Linked DNA regions of Oryzias latipes: region 1 is linked to region 2. A link is a contact called in public Hi-C data. All regions are on one chromosome and are shown on one strand. The core of a region is the stretch at or near the end of the contact, and the rest is flanking DNA. Distances in the headings are between cores, read along the strand shown. Region 1 holds the start of rerg (ras-related and estrogen-regulated growth inhibitor). Region 2 overlaps LOC101161357 (synapsin-3).

The links. Hi-C and Micro-C count contacts between places; a contact is called where the count stands out from the background.
Region 1: a contact with region 2 is called in a Hi-C map of fibroblasts, with 1.9 times the contacts expected there. The contact joins the promoter of rerg here to the enhancer-like site in region 2. A contact is called at or near these places in 2 of 5 Hi-C or Micro-C datasets (embryo and fibroblasts).

What each region holds. Positions count from the first base shown.
Region 1 is chr23:2,511,489-2,516,499 of ASM223467v1, reverse strand. rerg (ras-related and estrogen-regulated growth inhibitor) reads left to right here and starts at 1,356. Exons shown (of 5, transcript XM_011490862.3): 1 at 1,356-1,544.
Region 2 is chr23:2,295,395-2,300,192 of ASM223467v1, reverse strand. LOC101161357 (synapsin-3) reads right to left here. Exons shown (of 14, transcript XM_004082870.4): 2 at 1,513-1,957. Among protein-coding and RNA genes, the nearest start is that of LOC101161357, 21 kb to the right of the region's middle. Within about 2 kb of position 1,617, at least 3 of the 8 cell types and tissues checked have an H3K27ac peak or open chromatin away from gene starts, as enhancers often do. A contact at or near this core is called in embryo, where this site is marked.

The DNA.
Region 1 (5,011 bases), core at 107-2,606, 220 kb before region 2:
CACCTGCATGGGGGTGAACCTGAACATGGGCCACGTGTTGTTTTTGGACTTGTGTGATCATCACAGTTTCCCAATATCAAACACAGTGTTCATGCACAAGTGTGTCTATTAGTGCACTTGCCCTGGCAAGAGGGTTTGGAGCGGTTTAGGTAACCATTGGCTGTGTTTCTTTGTCACTCAGGGAGAGAGGGGAAGAGATGTCAACCAATAACTAGCTCATGATGAGCTGAATCCGCTGGTGGGTGAGGAGGCCGGGAAAGAGTTGGCAGACCCAAATGTCCTGTAGAAGATTGCTGGGAACTTCTGGCTTAGCTCTCTGTCTAGAGCCGTGGTCCCAAACTACCACCTGCTGGCCAGATGCAGCCCGCCTCCACATTTGACCCAGCCCCCTGAATGACATCACAGATGCATGATTTTTTGTAAAGTGGGTAATAAGGGTTTTCACATCCTTCACACAAATCCAGAGGTGGAATTTCCTCGCTCCTAAATATTCATCAGTCAGCTGTCAGCTCTATCAGAACAAAATGGAAGCGTTTAGGAACAACAGCAACTCAGTCACTAAGTGGTCGACCACGTAAACTGATGGAGAGGGGTCAGCGGATGCTTTCAACTCAACACAGAGGATAAAAAGGGACACACCATTTTATGGGTTAAATTTTAACTTAGAAAAAACAATGAACTCAGGGTAAAAAAGAAATAAAATAAAAAAACCAACAATGTATCGCAAGAAGTAAACCCAAGAAGAAGTAACCCAAGAGTTTTAAGAGCGTAGCTTTTTCATTCAAGTTTCAAATTTATAATGTTTTATATTTATTTTAAGTTTATAATGTGTACTTTCCAATTAAAAACAGATTTTAGCATTTCTTTTTTTTACCTCCAATTTGCTTAGTCCTTTTTTCTTCCCTTTAAGCTGCTCTTGATTTGACTCCATAAACGCCACACTGATCACGAATCTGCTTCACCTTTTTGAGATGTACAACTTTATTTGCATTAAATTACCATTTTAATTTTAAAAAAGCGTAACTTTTTCCTCATACAATTGTAACTTTTTAAAAGACAAATTTAGAATTTTATTCTGGTGACATTTTGACTCCTAATTTTGAGACATTTTTGTCATAGATTCATTGTTTTTTTTCTTTTATCGTGGCCCTTATACTGTTTTAAATTTAGCACTGTTACTAGAAAAAATTCTAGTTAAAAAAGTCATTATAAAAACGTGTCAGTCCAAAACATTTTCGTAAAAGCGTGTTAATAAAACTAGAAAGTGTTTTACCTGCTGCTGCCGCTAGGTGTCAGTGTGGTCCTCCTGCAGCAGCAGCAGCAGCAGCCTCCCCTCGGCTCCGCTCCGTATATTTCCTCCCTCCTTGTGCTGCGTGGATTCATTTACCTCCTCCTGAACTGCGCTTCGGTCCACCTCCAGAACCGGCTCGGTCGCCTCGGTCTCCATCCTCACCCGAGGAGCTCGCGGAACTTTTTCCTGTAGCATTCCTCCTCACCTGATCCATCCGCGGGGGGGGTCTCCTGTCTGCAGGCAGCAGCTGCTGGTGAGTCTGTGCCTGCGGCTGCGCTGAGGTGACGTCCGTCCCGCAGACCTGCTGCGCAAACGAGGGGCTTCACCTGCCAAACTGGCGGGGCTTTCAGGGGAGGTCATGGTAGTGGGGTCTGAAAAAAGGAATCCTTCTATCCTTTCATTTGTGAAACTACACTGAGGGCGGGAAAAAACCCTCTTCTTGGGCTCCAGGAGGTAATTATTATGCAGGGGCAGTTCTGGTGAAACAAAAAGCCCCAACCTCTGAGGATTAAGGGTCAGTCGCCCCAAACAGGGAGAAGAGTGCAGACTGAGCTTCCTGAGAGGGAGCAGCTGGTAGGTTGAAAGATTGTTTGATTGGTTGTTTGATTGGTTGCTGTTCATCGTTCGGCATATGTTGCACAGGTGCTTTTGGAAGATTTTTTTACACCAGACGCCCTTCTGACACAACTCTGTTCTGATTGATTGTTTGATTGATTGTTTGATTGCTGTTCATCGCTCGGGATATCCTCTCAGGGATCCAGCTTTCACTGATTTGCACATTGCAGGTTGTTTTGGCAGAGATTTGTAGCCAAATTCCCTTCCTGACACTCAATCAATCACACCGTGTGATAGTAAACGTGTGTGATTGATTGATTGATTAACATAAAAAAATTGATTAACCAAATGACAGAACAAGACAGTTTATTCAGAGCATTTTGTTTGTTCACAAAGATGCTTTTTTAAAGTCCCACTTTGATCATCTTGTGATCTTTTTCCAAAGTGGTCCTTTTGATTATGATGACGCTGGTTTGAGCCCAAATCAAAAACCGTTGTTTTCTAGGACATTGTTTCTGCAGAGCGGCAGGAGTTCAATAGAAATTCACCTCTGAGTTTTGGGTGGGGCTGTTGTAAGATCCCTCTCCCTTAAGCTAGCTCACAGCCCTTTGCAAGCCCAACATAACATTAGCAGTGCAACAAAATGGCGAGAAATATTGTAGTTATCGGGCCGCACAGTTGGATGGATAGAGAGATGGACTTTATTAATCCTGAGGGAACTTACATATCCATTCATTGCTCCACAAAATCCACAATACATTTAATAGAAAGAAATTTTAAAAAGTACTTGAGGGACAAATAGTCATAAAAACATCAAAATAATTGAACTTACTAAAAACAGAGTAAAAATAATAAAAGTAATAAAAGTTTGAGAAAGATATCTATACATCTTCTATATCGCTGCTTCAAGCTTTTTTTAGTTCCATTGCTTCTTCTACTCTGGATTCACAATAATTTGATAGAAGAAACGCTCTGAAAAGCAATTTGGAGCTTAATTCTCTTTAAATATGTCCTCCATCATCAGATAAATGTTAATCGGAACGGATCTTTAATTGTATTCTTTTGTTAAAACGATGAAAAATGTTTGTCTTTCTCTTCTATTGCAGTCGTATACGTTTTTTCCTGTTACAAGAAAACATTAGATGTTCTTTAGTTTTGCTTTTGTGAAGCCCATCCATCCATCCATCCATCCATCCATCCATCTTCAGAGCCCGCTGAATCCCTTTTGGGGTCACAGGGTTGCTGGAGCCTATCCCAGCTACTGTTGGGTAAAAGGCCGGGTTGGTACACCCTCAACAGGTCATCAGACTGTCTCAGGGCTACGCTCTCATTCATACCCAGGAACAGTTTAGATTCACTATTTTACCCATGAAGCATGTTTTTGGACCGTGGAAGGGAACCGGAGCAAACCATCTCGTACACGAGGAGAACATGCAAACTCCACACAGACTGGACGCAGCCGGGATTTGAACCCAGGCCCTCCTGCGACGAGGCAATAGGGCTCTTCCTTTAGTTATTCTTTTCAACTTTAAGGATTTATTCTTCGATTGCACCTTGGATCACGTGTTGAGCAGTAATTCCCTGTTCTGCTGGTGGTGTTGCTGGTTTTCCTCTTGTCTTCTGATGACAGGCCTGTGGTTTGATTCCCTTCTAGAACTGCTGGAGCCGCAGGTCTCCGCCCAAAGCTTGGAGCACAGCCGCCTGTAATCTCTGTAAACCACAGCATCACCACCCAAAAATCAAGTTTCAGAATAAAAGAAAAGAACAATCCAGCTGGATTTTCAGACGCACACACTCAGTTTGGATGAGCTTCTTGTGGGGCGGAGTAATAACCAACAGTAAAACACGAGTATGTGTACTAAGAGCTCAGGGCTTCATCTATTATCATGTTGTTCTGAAGGTTATTTTGGGCCTTAACTTTATTTTTACTAAGAGATACTTAAAAAGAAAAAATAAAGACCTGGTCAACAGCACTGCAGCTCAAAATCCACAGAATCTTTCTGTGTTTCTACAGAAATAGTATTTGTCAGTCACAGATTCTGCAGGTTGATCCATGTCAAAAGCTGTCGTTGGTCAGTGATATTCCTCATAGAAACACTTCTGGCGGCTGTGGTTCAGGCAGTTGAGGAGGGCGTCCAATGATCAAAGGGTCAGCGGTTCGATCCCCGCTCCCCCCAGTCAACTGTCATGTACTTGGGCAAGGCACTTCACCCTCCCTGCCTCCAGTGTTGCTCCACTAGTGTGTGAATGTGTATGAATGTGGCGGTGACAGTCAGGGGGTCCGTAGGCGCAAACTGAGTGCATGCCGAAGGTTAAACCACGTTCAACTTTGACTAGTCAAGGACTTGAAAGTGACGTATGGATGGCGCTCCTTTTATTTCACCAAAGTGTCTTTATTCAGGAGATTTGCACCGCTTCAACATTTCCCACCACGCCTCTTCCAGCTGTAGGAGGCAAACATGCGCTAGTCAACAGATGAGGAGGCCCCTCCCTGCTCATCCTGTGTAAACTAAGGGCAGGGATGCCAGTATAGTTTAGTCAGTTTGTTAGTTCAATTTAGTATTGTCCTATTGAATTCTATGTATTCATGATCCCTTTTGAGTTCGTGTTTCACTTTTTCAATTACCGATATGAAGCCCATTGAGACGACTGTTGTTGTGAATTTGGGCTACACAAATAAGATTGAATTGAATTAAACACCATGGGGTTAGTGTTAGTGTGTTCTTGAACACGCGTCACATGCCTCCTTCTGTGTCTTGGAGTTCGAGAGACTAAATGTAAAAAGAATCTAGGAAACTCCATTCTATCATAAAAGTTCACCTTAATGCTTTGTAGTGTAATCCCAGTTGTCAAAGACAGAATACAAGGTTTCACTGTAGCTATTTTGGTCCATTCCTCCCTACAGATCTTCTCAAGAGCTGTGTGTTTTGGGGCTGTTGCTGGAACTCAAACTTTCCCCTCCCTCCACAGGTTCTGTGTTGGATTTTGGTCCAGAGACTGGCTAGAACACTCTAGAACCTTGTGGGGCTTTTTACATAGTCCCTCTTTCTGGATCATCCAGATGGTCTCTGGAGAACTTTAGACGGGTCTGTCTGGACATGTGCTGGTTTAGGCAGAGGTACCTTTTGAGCCCTGGAGGATTTTAACCCACGGCAACTTATTGTG
Region 2 (4,798 bases), core at 368-2,867:
ATTTTAGCCAGACAGCCTAAAGAAAATTCCAGACCGCCTCGCTGTTTCTGAATAATCTGTCAGGAGGCGGTTTTCCCTCTCAGCTCCTGACCTGATATTCTCACAGAGGATGCGTCTCTACATGAATTCAGCAGCATAACTGAGGTCAATGCAGGTCAGTCCACTGTCCCATCATGCAATAGAAGAGCAATCCTGTAACCACGTTAGGTGAACATGATACAGTACATTCTTTTGTGGTGACGGCAGCTTTGAAATAAGTTCCAGTGAAGAGCAGCGACCTCGCCTAAATGTCTAAGGTGTACAGTCGAATAAAAAATAAAAGCACAACTGTTGCTTTAAATAGGAATTGTAAAGGTAGAGTGAGGCAAATACAGATTTGAACCCCTGCCTTTTAGATAGAATTCTGACCCTCAAAGACCTATTGGTCCACCTTAAAATAGTAAACCTCCACTTCTTATGCTAAATTAGAACCTGTTTCAGAATCAGAATCCTTTTACTGTCATTGTACATGGTGATCCAATGAAACTGTAACAGCCTTAAAGTGGTGAAAATAAAATAAAAAATACTGTAGATCACATCTCTAATCAAAATATGTACAATATGAACAGAAACAATTAAATATTAAATTAAATATTTGAGTTTGTTAGCTGCATAATAGGCACCTGTCCACCCTATAGAATCAGTAAGACACCAACTAACATGGCCAAGGCTAAAGAGCTGTCCAAAGACACCAGACACAAATTTGTAGACCTCCAACAAGGCTGGAAAGGGCTACGGGGTGATTGCCAAGCCACTTTGAATGGGGCTCCATGGAAGATTTCACCTGGAGGGGTCTCAATGATCCTAAGAAAGGTGAGGAGTCAGCCCAGAACTACACTGGTCAACGACCTGAAAATAGCTGGGACCGCCGTTTCCAAGGTTACTGTTGGTTATCCGCTAAGAGGACATGGTTTAAATCATGCATGGCATGGAAGGTTCCCCTGCTTAAACCAGCACATGTCCAGGTCCGTCTAAAGTTTGCCAAAAACCATTTGGATGACCCAGAGGAATCATGGGAGAAAGTCATGTGGTCGGATGAGACCAAAATAGAACTTTCTGCTCTTAATTCCTCTGTTTGGAGGAAGGAGAATGATGAGTATTCATTCATTCATTCGTTCATTTTCTGCCGTTTTATCCCTAGGTTTATGTTTAAATAAACCCTTTTTGTAATTTAGGCTAAGCTTTATTCATCTTACTCATATCTACTACAGTCTTTTGTTGGACCGGACGGAAAAGAAAAGAGGGGAAGAAGAGAGAGGGATGTTAGGGGTGGTAGGAGGGTGATTAAAGAGGAGGGGGGTAGAACCGTGAAGGAGCATAAAGCAACAAGTTGCTGGGTGTTTACAATCAATACAGTCAGGTTTAAAAGTAATAAAAATCCAAAAGGGGGGTGGGGCCTGTCCACACACACACTCAAACACACTGAGACAATAGCTTCTCTACACAGACTAAATCGTTAGACCGTCCACTCACCAGTCTGTGTGCTGATCATCAATCACCAGCAGGATCTTGGGCTTCCGTACCGCCACTTTGCCTGCCTGGCTGCTCCCTGTTGCTGCGCCTTCAGCTGCTGTAGTTGCAGCTGATTTAGCGTGAGCAGCTGCAGCCACATTCTGGGCCATCTGTGCGCTCTTCACAACACTGGAGAAGGAGCTGAGGAAGTTCCCAGAGCCTGGCGCTGAGGCAGATGCAGAGCTTTGGGTGGAGATGCTTGGTGGCTGCCGCCTCTCTGCAGCAGGGGAGGCAGGGGAGGATGTGGACGAGCCTGGAGGGGTCGGGGTCGGCCTCTGCAGATCCATCATGTAGCCGTTGGGAAGGTTGGCCACAAAGCTGCTGTCTGACAGGCGCCGCCGAAGGTAGTTCATGCTGATGGACTTATGGATCGATAACGACACGGGACGGAAGAACGATTCGAGACCTGTGAAGAAGATGAAGCAACATAAAGAGGAGATCACAGAAAACTGACTAAGATCACAAAAACCTGCACTTTTAGAACAAAAATCTGCTGTATTTTTCAGAGTATGGTCGTGGTTTTTGTACAGTTTGGCCGAGGCTGCAACTTTTGCACAGGAGCGACTTGTTTGTGATTTTTGAAAAATTAGTATAGGCTCAAATTAACATTTAGGGATGAAGTTAATTGAAAATCTATCCCACATTTAAATGGGTTCTGCACAAAATCTAGGGAAGAAAAACCAGCTATAGATACTTTGTAGAGGCTGGAGATGAATTGGGAGCTTTAAAAAAATTGTAGGTCAACTTCAACCTCATCCAGGCTGGTCTGTGATAGTTGTCGGAGATTGACCCTAGAACACTTTAGCTCTAAAGAGTTACACCATCACTTTTGCCGTATTGGGTAATTTTTACCCAATATAAAATACCCAATAAAAGGTACTTGTCATAAAAAAATAGATCAAAACATGACGACACATGATCAATTAGAGTGGTTTTCTCTTGTTTTCAACTGTGGTGTGTGCAACAAAATGAAAAAGAAAAACATAGGAAGTAGGTTCAAACATGCTCAAAAATGACTTAGGAATTTGAGAACAAAAATTCCTGCAAAATAACAAAATGGTACTAGAGACTTGGTCTTTATCTTTGGTCCACCCATTCCTGGGACATGTAAGACTTCCCTGGTGAAGGCACAGACTACTCGGCACGTGACAAATTGAAATTCATGTAAATACCGTAGTTTCCGGATTAAGCGGCTACTTTTGTCACACGCTTTCAACCCTGCGGCTCATTCAATGATGCGGATAATTTATGCATTTTCTTCTTTTTCTTTTAATGCAATTTTTCTAACGGCCACTAAGGGCGCTCGAGCAGACAGGCTAAGAGTGAGACGGGGAGTACGGTATTTGTGTCGAGGAAGACAAAGGTTTAATGTAAATTCCCGCTTTGTGAATGAATAGCACGAACAGAACCTCATCATGGAAAATGCAAGACGAAATGCAGATGACGCAGCTTTCAAGTTAAAAGCAATCATTATAATCAGTGTGAAAAAATCCACCATCACCAACGGGTTTGGAAAAGCCGGTCTGACGGAAAAGACAGCGCAAGCACAGGAGTGAATTTACCTCAGAGTGACACTGACAGCGACAACAAAGGAGAGACTGAGAGAGAATGGTCAAGAATGTCTGACGCTATTCCAATCCCACACTGAGGAGGAAGACTTCCATGGTTTCAGTCCACAGGAGGAAGATGAAGAAAGCTCTCTGTGACTTTTACGTCACAAAGAGTTTTTTAAACCAGCCCTGTTAGCGCTCTGTTACGGTGTGTCACTGTTGTGGAAGATAACTCCCGGCGCACACGCTGCACAGCACTTACCTCTGCGTGGCACGCACCTATAAGTTACTGCTGCTCTCAGTGACTTTTACCGGTATGTTTTTTTTAACCAGCCCTGTTAATACCATATTGCTGCCGTGTTACTTCCGCGTCACATGCACTGTTTGGAAAGAAAAGCTCAGGTATATTACTACAACTGTGAAAACTCTGTGTACTGTCTTTCTTTGTAAATATATCCTGTGTTGAACCTTTCCTGCAATTACTTGTTTTTTCTTTCTGACGGTGCTTGGAAAATGCGACCCTTCGGGTCCTTCGGGGTTCAATTCCCCGTTCGGACCCCTCAGAGCCTCCAGAGCTGGTTAATAAAGAATCATTCACCGTTCTTTTGGGGGGAAACCTTCTTTTATTTGAGTTTCCCTTCACTCTGTATATCAAACATGAACGCACATCCTCAACACACTTCTGTTGCGAGCGCTCTCTCCCTCCCTCTTGCTGCACGCCCATACACATCCTTATTCTACAACTCGTTTCAATGCGAACACATGCGGCTTATAGACAGGTGCGGCTTATGTGTGTACAAAACGGTTTATCCTTTAAAAATGTAATGGGTGTGGCTTATAATCAGGTGCACTCTATAGTTTGGAAATTACAGTAGTTTTACTCGGGTTAAAATCACCCGGTGACATTGCTCTGAGGTTAAACTGGTCCATGCCCCAAAAAGGTTGGGGAGCACTGCCATAGATTATATGGTTCATCATAATGCACATAATGCATAAAGTACATTAAATCTGATATCCACCATCAAAAAATTAAGCAGATTTAAAAAGCTGCCAAGCCGTCTAAACTAAACTTTAACGTCCACAAAGAATTGTGATCAAAATTGAGCATATGTGAATCTTGTAATAGACTCTAATTTACTAACAAATCATTCAAGTCTATATAACTTATTGTGCAAAGTTGGCAGATCGCACTGGAAGAAAATGCAGTTATATAACTCAGAAACCCAGTCAAACGGAGCATCATAGGCACTGACTCAAGCCAGCCAGCACAGAGGAAGAAAACCCTTTAGATCTGATTAAAACCTAGGCTGCTCTTCCAGAAAATGCGGTTGGGATGAGATGAAAGTGCATTTCTGACTGAGGCGTCGTGTCTCAAGCGGATGTTCGTGGCTGTATTGTTGTAGTTAATGGAGGGAGAAGGGTCTAACTAGACCACAGCAGCAGGAGGATAAAGATATGGGGCAAATCTTAAATCATCTTTGACAAGTTAATGTGGTGAGGCAATTACCATCAGGAAGCCTTTAGACAAAGACAAAGTTGTAGCTTCTGCTGCATCATTTGAAGGCAAGACATTCAACTCTGCAGAAGATCACGACTGAACTCCACACAAGCTTTACTATTTTTAGAGGCAGAGCTGATGGGAGCTGGTAGCTGTGTAATAATGTTTAGCTGACCTTCTTAAACAGGAGTCAGAGTAT